Linked DNA regions of Anas platyrhynchos: region 2 is linked to region 1. Evidence: chromatin contacts called from public Hi-C data. All regions are on one chromosome and are shown on one strand. Each heading gives the region's core, a stretch centred on a gene start, on an enhancer-like site or on the middle of the called end of the contact. The rest is flanking DNA. Distances are from core to core; before and after follow the strand shown. Region 1 overlaps NSMAF (neutral sphingomyelinase activation associated factor). Region 2 overlaps SDCBP (syndecan binding protein).

Region 1 (2,874 bases), core at 359-2,858:
CAAATATGGCAAGAAATATAATACAATAGCCTGTTTCAATTCTTGCCTTTGGAAAGACTTTTTGGGCAGAAATAGTGTTTCAATGACTCTGCGTTTTCATTTTGCATTTGTATCTTAAACCATCTCCCATTCCATCTGAAAAACCCTTACTTGTGCACTTCAAAGCCCTCAGGCTCAAGAATCGGAGCAGACTCACCCCATCAGCAGAAAGGAACCAGAAGCAAGCTCTGGTTTCTGCTGTAAGCAGACTTATCTGCCATTCCTTTGAACCGCAACGCATTCAGCTGGGAAATCTCAGTTAGGAATCTCTCATCTGGGTGTGCTTAGAACTGAGGAGAAGTGACCACTAAATACCAGTGGCCAGCTGACAGCTCTGTCTGATTGTTCAGCCCACAGAGCTGCACAGCAAGGGCAGCAAGGTCTGCAGTATGTCCTCCAACAAACAATACAAATACATTGTAGAAGAATTCAAGCACTGTTTTTTTATTCAATGTGTACAATTTTTTAAGCTTTCTTGTCATATTCCTCAACTTATTATCACCTTACTCTTTCCAAAATGAGAGCATAGGTCTTTGCAGAACATGAGTTCACTAAAAACAGTGAAAAAATGCATACTTACTCTGACTGTTTTATAGGGTGCAATGATGTTTCTTTCTTTAATGAGAAAAGCCTGAAAAAGCAAGAATGTTAGTTTTAGCCTGAAAAAAACCACACCACCCCAAACAAAAAAAGAACACATCCGAAAAAAGCAAAATAAACCCAAACCCACATCAATAATAAACATACATCCTGATAAAGGCAGAACTAAAAACACTGTTTAAGCAGTCAAAATACTGGGTTGCAATATCCTGCTTTAACAACCCTACATGAACTGCAGAAAAACAATGACCTTTTGTAGCTGCTAACCACAAAAGGGACAAGTGTCCAACGCATTTCAGAGGCTTACTCACTTATACAGTCAATTAGTGAGCTTTTATTCCCATCATATGACCTTCAAGGAGTTGCGAGATTAAAGGCAGTAAACATAGCCACCAGTCTGGCCCCATTCAACAGAATACTCCTCCCCACCTTTTTGTCTGGCAGCTCATGTCCCTCCGGTTCTGCCCTGAAGGGAATGCCCCTTCCCATAGAGGCAACTCATGAAATACCGTGAGCCCTCTCAAATGAGCTCTTTCCACTGCCAAACATTTTGCTTCCTGTTCCAACAGCCACAAATGTCAGATTTCCTCTCTCATTCAATAGCTCGCTTTTGAACAGTTTTGTATTTCTGATGCTACTCAGATCTGGAGAGGACCTTCCCCTCCTCCCCCCTCCAAAAAAAAAACAAAACAAAAAACAACACGTGAAACCTTTAGATTTTTCTCTTCACAGCTCCTACACAAAGGTTTAACTGTTGGCACACTGGTTCATCACCTTATCATCTGCTGTCTGAAAGGTGTCAAAAGCCAGAAAAGTCTTGTTTTGCCCTGTCCATGGGAAAGGCTCAAACTTGTTAAAATCTCATGCCTGATTACGACTAACTCAGTCCTAAACTCCACGAAAGGCACCAGACTGCACTACCAATTGCATTATTCTACACCACGGCCTGAGAGCCTTTCAACACACCAGGCATCCACGTGGCTCCATCAGACCCAGTGCCTTGGTTTGCTTCCTACAGAGAGCATCACGCCTGTGGGTCTGCATTCAAAGGCAAATAAAGAAAACCAAAACCAAGAGAAATACTGTTATCAGCCTGGCAGATGAGGGTAGAGCAGTGGACACTGTCTATCTGGACTTCAGTAGGGCTCAGAAGCTAACATCACAGCTGACCTTTGCCACGTAACAACTCACAGTACGGGCAAGCCAGCAGAAATTGAGCAGCATGCTTAGAAGCTTGAAGGCTCAGCATGCCTCTTGAAGTGCTACATCAAATAATAATGGCAATTAGTTCCTTTCATCTGACATCAGCTTTTACAGACCTGGACCAGGCTACAGGAGAATAAAAATCAGAGTAAGAGGCACCTACTTTATACTCAGCACTTACTTCTGTACGATAACTAAATATTATTCTACACTGGAAGTCCCAAATTCCGAACTATGAGGGAAAAGCCAACAGCACACATCAAAAAACATATGGAAGCAGAACAAAAAAATGTAGCATACTACATTAATTTCATATTTTGGAGGACCTTTCTCCAATTATTATTTATATTTGAAATTTTAGTCATTATTTTTTAGTTTTCTTGTTACGTAAAGCAAAGCTTCTTATGCAGCTATGCATTAACAGCTTTAAGCCCAAAGAAAAGGTGAACATGTTGAAGATGATCCAGTTATTCACTATGTACAGTTTCCTACGAGACAGAAATTCTACTAAAAAATATTCAGAACTAGATCATGATTTATCATCAATACAACCACTGAACGAGTACTTTACACTTGAAAGTCCCTATGCCTTTTATATAAAATACCAGCATGTGTCATCACAGCAAAATGTTTCAGAGTACTTCCCCAGTGACAGAAGGATGACTGGCATGCTACACGTAGTGGGACAAACATTTCCCACTTAAAAAGTTAATTCTCTTTTCTTCATGAATGTTTTTATACTCATCTGTTCTTCAGAACATCAGTGTACGGTAGATGGGATGAATAAAAGGTGTAATGAAATAAAAGACAACACTTTTTTTTGACCACCTGCAAGTTTGCATGGAACAATTAGAAATACCTATAAACAACAACTGTAAAACACTCAATATAAAAAATAGCATAGACAAAATTAAATGCTTGGGTACCTCATTGACTGCCAGAGTACATTACGCAAGGCCTTCAATCTTTGGTAAAGACATTTTACCTTCTCAAACATTCTAGCATATTTGTATTTCCCATCTCATTTCTGCT
Region 2 (2,789 bases), core at 120-2,619, 38 kb before region 1:
CAGGATGAGGTTGGTCTGTGGAGGAAAACCAAAGCTGGTCCAGGTGGAAGTTTGCTGGTGTTTAGCTTAGTGATATGGTTTAGTGGAGGACTTGTTAGTTTTAGGTCAGAGGTTGGATTCGGTGATCTTGAGGTCTCTTCTAACCTTGAAATTCTGTGTGGAAATGGTCACTGGGACCAGAGACACCGCAGACCCTGGGTGCTGTCTGTGCTACCATGCAGATGTTGGAGCTCATGGTGGGCTTCTGCTCCCTTTGTTGCCCTATGATGGGACCACTCTGTCCCATGGGGTGCTGACTGCTGACTTTGAACGTGTGCTGCAGCTGAAATCACCATGACCGATGTAGCTTGGAAGGAGATATCCAGCCTGATGTGTGTGCCTCTTCACCGGTACTGGCAGCAGAGTGCAGTGTCCAGGGATTGCATACCCGAGCAAGCGTTTTGCTGGGCTTGGGTTTGCATTAGCCATTACCCCTTTGAGTTTAGCAAAAGCATTTAATTGCTTTCAGGTCAATGCTGCCTTAAAATGGAATTTTAAACTCGCTTTAAATGTGTTTAATTTTTAAGGCTTCCAGGTCTTGGCTATACTTGGTTTAGCTGCATCAACTTCACGAAATTATCAGTTGCACATAATTACAAACGCGTGGCCTGTTATGTCAGGTCAATTCAGATCCCTGCCATGTTTTGGGCTCTTCTAAAGTTTTAATTGCAGTTTGACATGATACTTGAGCTCCTGGGCACTCTGCTGAACAAGTAGAAAAGCTGTTAGTGACCTTGATGTAATGTAAGGAGACATCTATTGTGTTCCTGCAGCGTCATGTTAGGCAGCGGATTTTTTTAATCAATTCGGTATCTGCATGTGAAGAAGCAGTAGCTCAGGGATTTATATAGTGGTTGCTCTTAGTCTGGACTTATAGTTAATTCGTTACGCAAATGAGGACCTCTGAAGTGTTTGGATGAGAAAATTAATCCCCAAACCAGAAGCTATTAGTAGTGCTGCCCCGTTAGCTGTGTTCTCCGTGCCATATGTAACTTGCAAGACTTTGTCATGTTTTGATGTCTTCTCCTTCTGTTCCTCTTCTAGCCTTCCTCCTCTGAGTTAACACATTCACGTAATTTGGGGTGAAATGTCTCATTACTCTTTTGCAAAGCTCTGTTGACCTTGGTGAGAACTTGAGTGAAGGATCTCTTGAAAATGGCATTTCCTAAAGCCTCTGGTGCCCAGCTGTAGCAGAGCTGAGCATCGGTACAGTGCATTACAGGATCATGTGAAGTGTTTTTTTTTTTTATTATTACTTCCTGTTAATGTTGTCACAGGGCTTTCACAACATCACATGAGAGGCAGGCTGAAGTCCCTGTGGATTTTGAAACTCACCACTGACCGAATCTGGCTGGCTCATAATGTGGTACAAGTGGACATGGGAAGCCAGCTCTGATGAGTGACTCCTTTTGTAGGAACATCAGAATTATCAGTGTTTAGATACTTGGGGTAATAGTGTGAAAGCTTACAGAGTTGTATATAAATTACTGTTGAGTTTGTGTGGAGGAATATGATTAGGTTTTGCTTTCAAACCTCCTCACTGTTGCATCACTGCTTCCTACGTTCTTTCTTTATGATACTTACTGTGAAACAATTTTCTCTGTGTGGGATTTCTCATAGCTGAGACCTAAACTTTGGCACCACTAAGTATAGTAAATAAAGCCTATTACACAAAGACTATTATTGATAATAGATTAAATAGATAGCCTTAATGGAATTTGTCTCTAGTGCTGCGTATCTGTCATGCTGAGACTTGCGGGTCACAGCTGAACTTATTTAATGCTTTGTCTGTTTTCTCTTTTCTTTTTTAAGTTGTAACATTAGGTAAATACCTGATGTCTAACCCTGTTTTGTTTGCTTTTCTCCTTTCCGTGTCTTCCTGTAATTCAGTGAGACTGCATCAAAATGTCTCTCTATCCTTCCCTGGAAGATCTGAAGGTGGACAAAGTTATTCAGGTATGGGAGGCTTTTGTAAAAATGGTGACAATAATAGATGTGTTGATATTTAGTAAGGGGAGGGGGAGATTTTTATGGAAGTTGTGATGTGATGTTTTACCATTGCACTTCTAAGGATCATTGGACCCTTGAAGTTGTAGGTAAGGATTGTAGTTGGGATTTCTTTGTTCTGTCTGCCATGTCCCGTGTGCTTCTTATATGAAGATGCAGTTGGGTAACATGAAATTTACCCCCCTGAACAAACAAACAAACCCACCCTGCCTGGAGCTAAAGATCAACTGCTAGAGTTTGTGATCTAAATGCTAAATGTGGTCTATTTACTACTTTTAACTTTTGTGACCACTGAATGAAGCATTGAGGAAATGGAAGTAGGGTATCTCTGTGTTGAAAGACAAAATCTGTGTCTACAGCAAATCAGTGAGATTAAAATGGCTGCTGGTTTAAATGTAAACTTCTTGCACTAAATATTCTAACCCATTCTTTTTGCCCAGCATTTAAGTTGGAGGCATTTCTTCTAAATATGTTTGATAAATAATGAGTCACTCTTGCTCTGAAACTTCTCTCTAAACAAAACTTCCTGAAGAGGACTACGGAATCTTCTGTTTTTAAACATTATTTCCGTGAGGGGGGAAAAAAATAAAAAATTAAGTAATTCAATTGTCTTGCTGAATTAAATGATTTATGTGTCCTGCACAACATAGTTTTTGTTGTGCTGAAACTTTTCCACACCTTTAATCTGTGTCTTAGAGATAGATACTGGGATAGCTGTTCCTGTCATACTTAGCAGGCCTCTG

Evidence for each region. Hi-C and Micro-C count contacts between places; a contact is called where the count stands out from the background.
Region 2: a Hi-C map of liver shows a contact between it and region 1, with 2.8 times the contacts expected there. The contact joins two enhancer-like sites. A contact is called at or near these places in 2 of 8 Hi-C or Micro-C datasets (liver and subcutaneous adipose tissue).

The regions. Positions count from the first base shown.
Region 1 is chr2:39,274,720-39,277,593 of IASCAAS_PekinDuck_T2T, reverse strand. It overlaps NSMAF (neutral sphingomyelinase activation associated factor), which reads right to left. Exons shown (of 31, transcript XM_027452273.3): 6 at 620-670. Among named protein-coding and RNA genes, the nearest start is that of NSMAF, 12 kb to the right of the region's middle. Within about 2 kb of position 1,608, at least 3 of the 8 cell types and tissues checked have an H3K27ac peak or open chromatin away from gene starts, as enhancers often do.
Region 2 is chr2:39,312,796-39,315,584 of IASCAAS_PekinDuck_T2T, reverse strand. It overlaps SDCBP (syndecan binding protein), which reads left to right. Exons shown (of 9, transcript XM_027452272.3): 2 at 1,930-1,995. The coding sequence starts at 1,945. Among named protein-coding and RNA genes, the nearest start is that of SDCBP, 3.6 kb to the left of the region's middle. Within about 2 kb of position 1,369, at least 2 of the 8 cell types and tissues checked have an H3K27ac peak or open chromatin away from gene starts, as enhancers often do.